2 separate regions of the Danio rerio genome follow, and region 1 is linked to region 2. The links are chromatin contacts, called in public HiCAR-type maps. All regions are on one chromosome and are shown on one strand. The core of a region is the stretch at or near the end of the contact, and the rest is flanking DNA. Distances in the headings are between cores, read along the strand shown. Region 1 overlaps ncoa2 (nuclear receptor coactivator 2). Region 2 overlaps ncoa2 (nuclear receptor coactivator 2).

Region 1 (6,729 bases), core at 1,396-3,895, 150 kb before region 2:
CCTCACAGAAACACAACAGAGGGTCTTGCTTTGGATCTGACTCAGCACTTTTGTGCCATTTTGCACATTCACCTTGCTTACAGCCAAAAGCATCACACTTGACTGTGCAGTACTGATCACAATGAAACTGTGGTTTCCATGTGGTCAAAGCAGCACTGGAACTTTCCTCTCATAGGTGTTAAGCTCTTCTTTTTTATTTTTGGTGATGTGTTATTGTATATTCAACCATAGCTGAGATGCACAGCACTTTTAAACTCACCTGCGTTCACCATGTTGGGCTGATTGGGCATGACGGCGTGGTTTCCCATCATGCCTTGCTGCTGCATGATTGAGTAGGGGTTGTTGTTCCTCATCATAGGATACTGACCCTGAGCGCCTTTAGGAGGCATGTTCATGTCCAGAGACACGCTTCTGACCGGAGGAGCTCTGCCAGGCTGACCGGGCCGTGGAGCAGGGAAATCTGCCAAACAAAACACACACAAAATGTCCATTAAATGACAAAAAATCATAAAAAAAAGTTATGACTTTTTTTTTTTTTTTTTTTAAATGTGACTATGTGTTGCGTGTAGGTGTGGGTTTAATTTTCTTGATTGACCATAAAAGGCAATTTAGTATTTTAGGGCAGAGATTTGCAGACTCTTTTTCTGTTTTAATTGTATACAGTTATTTCTGTAATTTAGTTACAGAAAACTAAGTTATTAATTCCTTTTCAAATATATCCCAACTACTGTTGTTCAACGAAGATACAAACTAATTAATTTTAACACATTTTTTAAACATATTAGTTTTAATAACTAATTTATAATAGTTAAATGATTTTGTCTTTTATAATCTTTAAATGATTTTGAAGACAGTAAATAATATTTTGCTGGTTATTTTACAAGATACTAGTATACAGCTTAAATTGACATACAAAGGTAAACTAGGTATGTTTGGTTAAATAGGCCAACCTCTGGATAACAGTGGTTTGTTTTGTAGTTAGTCCAAAAAAAATAATTATAACAACAATAATGACCCTGGCAGTTTATTTTTTTTATTTATTTTATAAATTAAATTATTGTCTTTATTGTCATTCATTCATTCATTCATTCATTCATTCATTCATTCATTCATTCATTCATTCATTCATTCATTCATTCATTCATTCACCCATTCATTTATTTTCTAGCTCAACTAAAAAAAGACTTCCTTGAGAAGAAAAATATGTTTGAAATACTGTGAAAAAATCCTTGCTCTGTTAAAAATCACTTGGGAAATATTTGTAAAAAAATAAAAATAAATAAATAAATAAATAAAAGAAATAAATATGTAATTAAAATTAAATGTATAAAAAACAGAATTTCCAACAGCTATTTACTATTAATATTATTCAAAACCATTCATGACCATCTAGGATAATCCAGCAAAAAATAGAGCTTAAAATGTCACTAAAATGCAGTATTTAATCAATAAAAATGAGGAAAATAACTGCAAAAAGGTCCACATTTTGAGAAAAAAAGAACCACCCCTTTTACCAGGCTAACTACAGGCCTGGAACCTCTTGTGTTTCTTACGAATTGTTCCCTTGCTGCAATAAGATTAAAATCTTGGAGTCTTTGAATAATTTTTGATCCTGACAATCTTATTTAAAGATGAATCAATTAGGCAATTTCATACATCACTGCTGAATAAAAGCATACATTTAGAAAAAAGTAAACATAAAATAAACATAATTAAATAAAAATATCTGAAAAGTAATGTCTAAAGAGTACTAAAAATTTAAAGAATGCCTTTTAAAAAGTATTTCATTTACAAACATTCATTCATTCATTCATTCATTTTCTTGTCGGCTTAGTCCCTTTATTAATCCGGGGTTGCCACAGCCGAATAAACCGCCAACTCATCCTGCTAGTTTTCACGAAGCGGATGCCCTTCCAGCCGCAACCCATCTCTGGGTCATTTACAAACAATGGTATTAAAGGGTTTCTGTGTAAACATTATGGACTGTACAGTGAACAACTATTATGTAATTGACAAAATGTATATAAAAATAACTCTTTAGCTTAATAAGTTGACAGCAGTTCACAGTCAACATGCAGGCAACTGAAATGATGCAGGTGAGAAACAAAAGTGTCATGAGAAACTTCAGTTCAGTTTCGGTCAGCCTCTGGGCACACTTCAGTAGTTTCTGGGTGTTTTGCAGAAATGATGACATGTATCTAAAAGCAAAGTGCTGCGGGTTCACTTCATCTTCGTGATGGCATAATTCCAAATATTTTTGCAAATACATTAAGACTGTGATTACATAATGTTTCCTTGGCTGACACATTGTGAACAAATGAAGCAAATAAAATAAAAATAAAAAAACCTCCTCAGATTCTTAAACATGACGGCTCTCTATTGGCATCAATTGTCCCATGAAAAATTTTAACATACATGAAACCTTTACAGTCCACAAAATTAATTTCTTTACACTATGAAAAATGAAACATTCCTTTTCATAAATTAAAAATGGTTCTTATATGGCATTTATTTATAACTTTTATGTTGAAGTGTTCAACACACAAACGCATGCAATCTGGATAAGATTATGATGTCAGTGCTGGTTAAAGGTGACATGCGGTTCTTTTAAAGGTAGCTGATTACCCAACAACAAACTCAAAGCAAAGCTCAAAGTGTGTTACATTAGTCTAATCTTCTTACATGTGAGATCATGAGGGTGTGTGTGTGTGTTTGTCCATAAATGTTAGCAATGAAGCAATTACTTGGCTATTTGTATACAAGCAAGCATGCCTGGAAAGAACTTGGCGTATGGAATAGATACAGTATGCATTGCTTCAGATTCAATTTTCTCTTTTAGAGAAGAAACACAGTACAGGACTTTTGCCTAACAACTAAAACACTGCATTGAGCATGTGTCAATGGCACTTTGCAAAGAAACACCACAGCACACACCTGCGCAAACACAGTCCTGTAGTCTGCCATTGTTGTTTTCGTTGTAACATGCATACTTGTATACTGAACAGGAAGTGCACGCATACAAACCATGTCAACATTTTCACAAAATCCTGTTTTTGTAGTTTAGTTTACACAAGATGATAAACATAGTAAAAAAAAAAAATTGCACTTGATTAAAAAAAAAAAAAACATGTTTTTTTCTATTTCGGCTCTGTAAAAAATAACCAAAATGCATTATGTTTCTTCATCCTCCATCATGTTGTAAATGAAAGGAAAAAACTAAACAAAAAAAGACCAATAATAAAAAAAGAAAAAACCAAACAAATCAAAAATCATTTAAGTTTATAATATTTATCTTACTCCATCAAATGTAAAGTTCTTTACATTTAAAAAGAAAAACCACCAGCAAATACATGAAAAACAAGTTAACTTATGCCATATCACCCCTAGGGGTGTGTGTGCGTGTGTGTGTGTGTGTGTATGTAAGCATATATGTGAGTGTGTATGTACATCATGTACATGTACTACATGTGCATACTTGAGTGTGTGCTTACATACATGCGTGTGTGCATGTAAACGTAGATTCACATTTGTGAGTGTTTGCATTGTGTAGATACAGTGCTCAGCATATATAAGTTCACCCATCACAAATCTATCTTTTAAATTCATGTACATTAGATTTATCAGTACTGAAGCCAAATCTGGAGCTTACAGTATCTAACAAAAAAACTGATGATAACGGTCCAAAAACTAGTACAACCAAATTTATGTTATAGAAAAATAATGAATACAAATAAAAAAAGAGGAAAAATTAAGAGAAGCAAAAAAATTTGTAGGTTGTAATTTTTTTATATTTGCAATATTTAGCTTGAATTTAATTGTATTATCTTTCAATTTCTTAATATGTTTGATGACTAAAATATTATTTGAATAAATATATCAGTTTAATAAATCTGTTTTGTTTAAATGCATAAAAATACATGTCCTATATTCACTGAGAAATGGATCAAAATATTCATTTTCAAAATAGGGTGTACTCGATTATGCTAAGCACTGTATATTGCATGTGTGAGTGAGTGTGTACCTATGTATGTCCATGTGAGTGTGTGTGTACATGTGCGTTTGTGAGTAAGTGTGTGCATATGTGACTACGTGTGAATAAAGCGAGTTCGTCATTGTGCGCATGTGTAAGAGCACATGTACATATGTGTATGTGTGCATGTATGTAGACGTGTGCATGTGTATACTGTACATTTCCAAAACAGCCCCACAACATGATGCTGACGCCCCATACTTCACAGTTGGGATGGTGTTCCTAGGCTTGTAAGCTTTCCTTTTTGTCCACCAAATGTATGTAAATAGTTCGATCTTAGTTCCAACGGACCACAGGACATGACTCATTTTACTCAGTGTAATTTAGCTAATTGCAATCTGGCTTTTTTTTTTTTTTGATTGTGGCTTGTTAATTTTCCAATGCTGTCAGAAAAGGTAGCAGTGTGTTTTAGTTTTTTTCTTAAATACTATTCTACAGTTGTGCCTACAATTAACTCAAAGATGGTCAATTAGCCAAACAAAAATTTCCAAAACATTGACACCATTATCTGAGCTTTTTCAAAGGCATAATAATCTTATTGTATGTAAACTTGACTTTCAAGAAAATGTATAACAATTTCTCAAAAATATCTCTCATTATTCTGCTATTAGCATAACAGAAACAAATTTGATAATCCTAACTTACCTAAAAGAGAAAAAGTTTAGTCACATTAACATCTGACTTTTTTTAATGGTTATGTGCATTTTATACAGTGTATGTAAACTTCTGGTTTCCACTGTATTGTATCATACAAAACAAAAGTATAGTCTCATATTATCGTTTAAACCATGGTATCTTAAAATACAGTGTTTTTGGTTATAGTTTTTATAACTTGTATGAGTGCAACATATTATATGACATTATGGGGATGCAGACAGAAACTTAAATATAACAGCATCATGAGAAAGTTGTAATCTTCAAATGTTTTGCGATAGACTTAGCAATACTTTTATTTTGTATTTTTATGTTGAACCTGTAAATCATTCGTTTTTGAAAAGTGTATATATTATATATATATATATATATATATATATATATTAGGGATGTAACGGTATCAAAATATCACGATACGGTAATACGTCGGGATGAACGGCACGGTACGGTATTTATTGAATCATTTAAAGGAAAAACAAAACTATTGAAGAGACTTAAAAAAAGTGCTAGAATGTTCAGGTTACCTCAACACTGAACAGATCAATGACATACAAATTATCTATTTGTAAACTTTCAAACAGGAACTTAAATTATTTAATTTTAATAAAAAAAATATTAAACCATGTAAAAAGAACACCACTCGAAAGGACAAGCCATGAGTGAGACAGAGGTCTCTTGGTGGTACAAGTCAATGTCTCCATCAATCTGAGCAGTGTGCTGTGTTCTGCTGTCCCCCTGACTAAAAGAATCCCCATCATGTTAATCGTATTCCACGACTTGTATTTCTGCACAGTCTGGCAGTGCCTGCATACCCTTTTTTTGGTCACCTTTTCTTCTTTCTTGTTTCTTTTCAGAGAGAAACTGAAATGCTTCCACACATCTGATTTAAAACCCGCTTTAGGTTTGACCATTTTTAGCTCTTTTTCTTTGCCACTACTAGCAGCACCCTCCATTTCTGCATTACTGGATCTGTAGCGACAACAGACCGCAAAGGATGATGGCCACACCTGGGCTGATGAAAATTGTATTTTCCGCTACCTCCCATTCGTCTGAGCAAACTTTTCACCAAAAGACCTATGATTTTATTGAGTCACAACCACAGTAATATTGAAAGAAATTGCTATTGCGGTATGACGGTCTTTACAATATTGGTACATCCCTAATATCTATAACTATATATCAATTGAATTTACATCAATTATAGTATATTGTGACATATATTGTTATCAGGATATCAGATGACTTGTGTGAGTGTGTGTGTGTGTTACTCACTCTGTTGGCTGACTGCAGTCTGCAGTGCTCTCTGCTGTTGAGGACTCATGTTAGCTCCGCTCTCTCCTGTCATCTGCAGGATGTCATTGATGATTGACTGCTTGTCCACAGCAGAAGGCAGAGACACAGGCCTGGAGTCAGTGAACAGGCCCGGCTGACTGTTCTGAAGATCATCCAGGATATCATCCAGCTCACTTGACTGCACACACAAACACAGCTCATTAGCATTTTCACCAGGCGCTGAGTTACAGAGACCAGTCAATCAATAAATGTAATGTTGAAGGCAAAGTGTTGAGCCCTCCTGTGAGGTTTCAAATATTTGCTTCTTTAAGTGCTGTTTAAAGGAGAGAACAACATATTATTTTATAAAAGTAATTGATAGCAACTAATGTCTTTTGTCTTTGTCATGATGACATTAAGTAATATAATGTAAATAAATAGCTGTTCATTATCAGTTTTCCGTCTATTTACAGTTGTGAATTGCATTATGGGTGCTTGATCTCTACTCTTTTGACTTTTGATGTCGAAATTTCAATTCTACAGTTTAACAAAGTTTTAATGACCTTTTTAGTAGATTGAAATGATATAATACAATGAGAAATAAGTTTGTAAAATAACAGAAAATGTACTGGTAGTTTATTAAAGTCTATTATTATTTTTGTAGCGTAATATACAACACTAATCCAGACAATATATAAGCGCTGCACGATTAATAAAAAAAAAAAGATCATGATTTCGATTCAATCCTATACGCAATCTTAAATTAGAAGCAT
Region 2 (6,879 bases), core at 93-2,592:
TTAAAATCAGGCGAGGGAGTGGCGCAGTAGGAAGTGCTGTTGTGTTTCTGTGTGGAGTTTGCATGTCTTCGCGTGGGTTTCCTCCGGGTGCTCCGGTTTCCCCACGGCTAAATTGTCCGTAGTGTATGAGTGTGTGTGTGAATGTTTCCCAGAGATGGGTTGCGGCTGGAAGGGCATCCGTAAAAACTTGCTGGATAAGTTGGCGGTTCATTCCGCTGTGGCGACCCCGGATTAATAAAGGGACTATCAGGGCTCCATCATCCTGGTTAAGATTCTAGAGGAGTTAATGAACTCACAGAGCTTTGGTTCACCCCTGAAAGGATCTAGTGAACTCAGACACGGCTTCAAACAAATTAATGCTGTTTTTCAGCCTCCATAAAGCACATAAACACAGATATTCTCTCAATAAAATCCATCTTAGCCATTTAGCAAGAAAGCTAAAGTCACCAGGCAGACAGTAGCCCTGCAAATGACGCAAATCCGCATCTGTTGTGAGGTGAATTTGAGTCGCGAATGAAGTGAATTTGAGGCGCGAATCAAGCAAGTAAACTGAAAATGCTCACGCGTCTATTTAGGCATGAATAGCTAATTTATCCGCGCATGCCACATTTGGTGTGAACACAGCATAAAACTTTACATTTATAATTCTCTGTCGCTGACATCTTCAGCAGGTATAATCTGAAAACACTAATTTTGGACGGCTGCTTCTCACTCAGGTCTGTCTATGCTAATGAGGGAACAATAACCCCAGATCCCCACCCCTATTAACATGTACAAAGGGAGGTTGTCAATCAAAGTGTTTTTGCAGTGTTTTAAAGAAGTGTGATTAAAACATGGAACACACACACACAGTCACCACATAACTGTGCTTAAACCATTTATAAAAGTCATTTTTTGCATAATAGACACCCTTTAAACAGCTCTAATGATATGGAATGTTTAATAAACTAATTCAAGTGATTTTACTAAATTATAAGCTTCAGATCCTGCAAAAGTCACTGACACTTGCATTGTAAATGTCTCACCTCATTTCTTTTTAAAGAGTCAAAATTATTTTGAGCTAATCAATGGTAAGCCACAGATGCTGTAGATCAGGCTTAACTTGTATTCAACCTTCAGCAACAGTATATTTGCTCTTAGCAGAGCCTACGTGACCTCTATTATCTTAGTAGTGAGGCAGTTTGAGTATGGCAACCTTCACAGTAAATCTGTGGCAATAACATAATGTCACCAGCCAAAGTCAAATCAATACATACTTGAGTGGAGAAGGAGCGTCTCGCTTGTAAGTGCAGACCAACGTATTCAGCACAGGGATCAGTAACACACCTTTCGCCTGCCCTTAAACCTTCCTTCGATTTAAAAGCGAATGTAATCGCAGCTGAGGTCTGGCAAAGTGCCTCTCAAACCACTTCTACGGTTCAGACACAACACGTTTTAGCGTATTTAGAGCTTAAACCCTTCAAGTTGTTAGTAGAGTCCTTAAGGAAATCAATGTATTTATATAAGAGCAAAATGATGTCAAATTGGGTTGGTTCTATACCAAATCTTGTCGGTTTGCATCTGTACATTTCCCTATAGAAATGAAACCAATGTAGTACAATTGAAAAAAAAAAAAAAAAAAAAAACAGACACTACAGTTTTAATAAAACGCATCTCTAAATAAAAACAGATAAAGGATAGCAACAAAAGTCAAATCCGTACGCAGTTCTTTAAGGTTTCATTTTCAACTCTGATTTTAAAACATTGTCTTAATCATGTTATTTTACATCGTTGCCATGTCCACAAGTTTCTGTATTTCCATGTTCGCAGATATAATGGTACGGAAATTTCCAATCATAATTATAACCCAACAAACCAAATTTATCACAACTATTAATATTAAAGTTTTTCTTAAATGACCAAAAAAAAAATTTGTTTTTTAATTATGAAGCTCAAAGGCATTACACTAAATTTCGTCTCTAAAAATGAGCAAATAAATACAAATTTGAGCTTTATGCAATTTTATGGAAAACAGCATAAACGATGATCTGTACGTTTTGAATTTGTTTAATTGTGACATACTTTTGTGTGTGTGTGTGTGTGTGTGTGTGCGTGCGCGCGCATGTTGTTATAGGAACATTTGATTTTCTTATTTAATGAAAAGTTTTACTCATTGATATTGCGATTTGAATTGCAATTTAACATTGTATGGTCAAGCTTCAGTTCTGTATTCTCAATAATGTCCAGCACAAACTTTAAATAAAACGAATGCACCATACTTTAACTGTGTATAAAGCAAAGCAGTAGTGTCTCGGTCCAGTATGTTTTCGATAAAGCAAAAAAAGAAAAAAGCCAGAGGATTTCTCTGATTTCAAGTACCGGCCCTATTATAAGTTAACAATAATAATTGTGCTGTGTTCTCACAGACTGTGTCTGATATTGCACAGTTGATATTGACATATGACTTATTGTTTGCATACGTCATCTTAATAGCAGTAACGGTCTTTTCATGAGCTGCAATATTAGTTTTAGTGAATGCATGCTCGTTAGCGATGGTGAATGCGGTGTCAGTCACACGATTGACAGCATCGTGATGATTAAATGAAGGATTAAATAACGAGAAACATCTTATGCTTAAAATGCTTAGATTCAGTGATTGTTACCTGAAAACTCTGTCCCACTGGCTTTCTATTGAATGCTTTAGTCATTTTCATAGCGGACTTTAACCACTGAAAGTCTTTTATCCACTCTTTGAAAAGTGTAAATGCTGGATTGACATTCATTACATGATAACTAATCAGATGAGCCATTATTTGTAACTTTATGTGGTTTCTAAAACTAAATCTGTTTTCATTCTCTCATATCCAGACGGCTATAGCTCCCTGTCATTGCAACTGAGTGGTTGACAGCTAATATTAACCAATCCATTCGCATTCTGTTCTAGCGCAGTGGGCCAATAAGAAGAGCTTGAAGTCGGGGCAAGCATTGCAGGCTTTAATTACTGCAAGTTGACATGTCAACTGTTTTAAACCATTCCTAAGTGCTGCGTTTGGCGTTTTCAGGTGCAAAGTGTGTGAAAATCCTACTAATTACGCACACGTGGTGAACATTTTGTTGTGAAAACTGGTCGCACGACATGTATTTTATGCATTCCTAAATTTATTTTGACCAAAACGGTCGCAATTTCGAGCCCTGTCTCATATCCACAGCTATAAATGTACCGAAACCAAAGTGTGTTCAAACGCCAGACTAGCTGTTGGTTATAGGAGGATGACATTAACGTTATAGCCATTTTGCGAGCTAGTGCAGCGTTTGCCTGACTGGAATAGTGTTTGGAGGTGGGCAGAAAAGGCAGCATGTTGCCTGTCACGTCATGTGGGATGCCTTGTTGAGTGTTGTTGCACTGAAAACATCAAATTTTGTACACTTATTCTCTTTTATCTTTTTAGATATTAGTCTGAATCGTTTGGTTTGTAAAGCGTACCGAACCGAAAGTCTGCTTGTGCATTTAATAAACATACATATTTCACTCTACTTTTTTCATTGCTAGAGTGAGCTTATTAATTAGAATAACTGACTTGGAACAAAACAGTACAAAATAAAAATGCAACTAAAACATTAAATTGTTATTATTACTTTAATCAGTTTATAATACGTTACTATTTAACTATATAATTGTTAGAACATTGATAGTTCATATCACCTAATGAATGTTGTCAAATGGGTTATGTGGTGTCATTCACCACCTTCTTTGACATGGAATTCATGTCCAGTTATTCTTTTCTATAGGCTCCGTCATTCAAAGACAGACAAGATTAAAACATCAACATACTGAAAACCTACTTTACATTAGAAATCTAGTTAAAATTTATATTTAAAGAAGCAGACACTGTATAAAACTTTTTAGATAGCTGAAATCTACATATATGCTACATAATGAGCAATCTATTATATAAACAAAACAAAGGTCACTGACCAAGGTATTGAACTGCACAGTTTGTTTAAACATATCCAAAAAAATAAATAAATAAATTAGCAGATATATTCTGAACTCCTGTTTTCACACAACTATGATTTGTGTGTTTATTATCAAATAAAACGATTAATAGTTATATATTTTTATATATACTTACTCCATGCCTGTTAGAGTTTTTTTTTTTTTTTTCAACGATATACTGAAGAATGTAGGAAGTCTGTAACCATTGACATGCAGAGTTTAGGAAAAATAAATATATTAATTCAGCTTAATCCCTTTATTTATCAGGGGTTGCCACAGCGGAACGAACCAACCTATTCAACAAATGTTTTACACAGCAGATGCTCTTCCAGCTGCGACCCAGTACTGGGAAACATTAAATACAGTACTATGGAACTTAAATGTCACTGATTTCTAACCTCAAACAGCACTGAAATATTTAAAAAAGTAAAGGATGAGTAAATTATGACAGAATTTTCTTTATGTATTTTTCAGAATTATATGTATTATGTTTTATTTGTAGTAATATCTTTTGTGTGTTCGTTAATTTAATGGTGCATTACAAATAGGGATGCAACCAGTTTCACTATTAACGGAGCTTTTATTAATCACGGTTAATTAATCGTAAAAGTTTAAAGTCTAGTTTAAGTTCTGAGCTTGTACACCAAGGCGAATACCCACGCACACTGGATTACAGGCTGATGTAACAATGGATAAAGCTGATCACTAAGCGCCGTTCACATATCCCGCCTTTTGTGCACACAAGTTCACTATTTCCAATTGAAGTGCACGGCTTGCTATTTTTATTTATTTATTTAAATTTGTATTTAATTATGTATTTATTTATTTATTGTTGTGTGATTTATTTTCATTGTAAGATTATTATGTTTAAATGGCAAAAACGCTTTTGAATAAAAAAAAGAGAATTTGACTTTTGTTTATTTTTAATATTATGTTGGGCTGTATTATTTGGTTACTGGGCTGCAATAAATAACACTTTGAAATAAGGAGTTTTGATCTGATTTTGTAAACTAGTAGTGTTTTAAAATTAGTCAATGCATAACAATCGTGATAACCGTGACACTGTGATTATTCCTCTGACTATAATGATACAACCAAAAATGTATAATCATTGCATCCTAATTACAAACTATGGCTCACAATAAAACTAATTATTTAAAAGACGAAAAATAGGCAAAAAGAACTGCTACAAAGCAACACAACCCGAGCCATTTTCAATGTCCTAATAGACAATATTTTCAAATACTCCAAGCTATTTGGACTAAACTAATGTGCAACAGAAAGACAGCGCATTTGGAACAGTCTGAGAGCCATCATGGAGACACTCACACACACACACACACACACACACACACACAGCGGGCTCATTAGGCAGAAGTGGGGAGTTGAGAGAGATGTGTGCAGCAATCCTGGGTCAGACTCTGTGCAAGGACGGTATGTCTGAGAGAGGAAGCGGTGAGTGGAATGAACCCAGCCATTATAACTCAGCTCATCCGTCACCGCGAGGCCTCAGGCCCGTCTACCCGCTGTTACCCTGGCAACATGCTCCTAAACTCGCATTCAGCATCGGTTCAGGAGTAACAGACACAATCGCTGAAATCATTTTTGTTTTGCTTTAAATTAGACGCACATGGAGAGGATACATAAACAGCTTAATCATGCAAAAGAAATAATAGTAATTACAAAAAAAGGGATATTTAAGATGTTAACAAATTAACTAAAATGTAAGTCAGTCAATGTGAAAAAAGCAAATACAGGCGAAACAAAATAAATACTTGTGACTCTTGTGATGCATTTAAAGTGAAACTATAGGGCAGGGGTGTCCAAACTCGGTCCCGGAGGGCCGGTGTCCTGCATACTTTAGTTCCAACCCCAAGTAGACACACCTAAACCAGCTAATCAGGCCCTTTCTAGCTGTTCTAGAAACTTCCAGATAGGTGTTGAAGGAAGTTGGAGCTAGACTATGCAGGACGCCAGCCCTCCAGGACTGAGTTTGGACACCCTGCTATAGGGTCTGTGCAAAAAAAAAAATAATAAAAAAACATTATTCACAATGCTATAGTCTGCATTATTGGTATTAAGCCCACTGCATCACCTCCACTAAGACAGAGTAAGTCCATGACAGGCTGTTTTAGAAAAAAAATATTTAATTTGGAGCCTCTACCGAGCACCAGACCAAAAGATCTGACCATAAAGTCATGATAATACAAGTGAGTTTGTTACTGTACTCTTTTGTTGCTGTCGATACAAGCAATTGATGCCCGATTGTCAGTAATTCGAAAGTGAAAGTAATTAAATAGTGTGGCAAATTTAGAAGCTATTTAAAAGCATCCTATGCTTTATGATAATGATATTACCAGTGTTATCGCACATTGGATAATGGTGGAAAAATCGTCACCATCACCCTAATTAAAACATTAAATCCACAGCCTCGCAAAACTGCACTCAGTGCATTGACGATATATCAATCATATACAGTAGTCAACGTAAAGTGGAGCTTTAAAGTTGATTCAAGTTCTAAAAAGTCCTGTCTTGAAAAACTTTTTTGATCTACTTTATATGCTGACTACTCTGCATGAAATCTGTATTAGTCCCAATTCTGATTGCACATACAATCTTACATTTCCTTTGAAAATTCCCCCTTCATTGAAAAGAAACAGGATCAGCTTACATGCGAGTTTGCTCCCATTTGTGAATCATTGAAGGGCACCTATGATGAACATCATCTTTTGTAAGATGTGTACTGTATATTGCGGTGATATAAATACAATAAGTCTCTTTGTTTAATTTCTTGACATTAAAATAGGATCAAATCCCTCCCATTTTGAGGCCGACCGCAACATGACGTAGGGGTGCGGTTTCCCTGCCCACAGTCTACATACATGAACATATCAACAAGACAG

What was found. HiCAR-type assays count read pairs that join an accessible place to other places.
Region 1: a HiCAR-type map of caudal fin shows a contact between it and region 2, with 5 times the contacts expected there. The contact joins two enhancer-like sites. A contact is called at or near these places in 1 of 18 Hi-C or Micro-C datasets (caudal fin) and 1 of 4 datasets of contacts at active chromatin or transcription factors (caudal fin).

Annotation. Positions count from the first base shown.
Region 1 is chr24:15,875,662-15,882,390 of GRCz12tu, reverse strand. ncoa2 (nuclear receptor coactivator 2) reads right to left here. Exons shown (of 22, transcript NM_131777.1): 12 at 5,957-6,155; 13 at 260-460. Among named protein-coding and RNA genes, the nearest start is that of prdm14, 40 kb to the left of the region's middle. Within about 2 kb of position 2,645, at least 10 of the 62 cell types and tissues checked have an H3K27ac peak or open chromatin away from gene starts, as enhancers often do. A contact at or near this core is called in caudal fin, where this site is marked.
Region 2 is chr24:15,720,669-15,727,547 of GRCz12tu, reverse strand. All of the region lies in intron 1 of ncoa2 (nuclear receptor coactivator 2), which reads right to left. Among named protein-coding and RNA genes, the nearest start is that of ncoa2, 16 kb to the right of the region's middle. Within about 2 kb of position 1,342, at least 2 of the 62 cell types and tissues checked have an H3K27ac peak or open chromatin away from gene starts, as enhancers often do. A contact at or near this core is called in caudal fin, where this site is marked.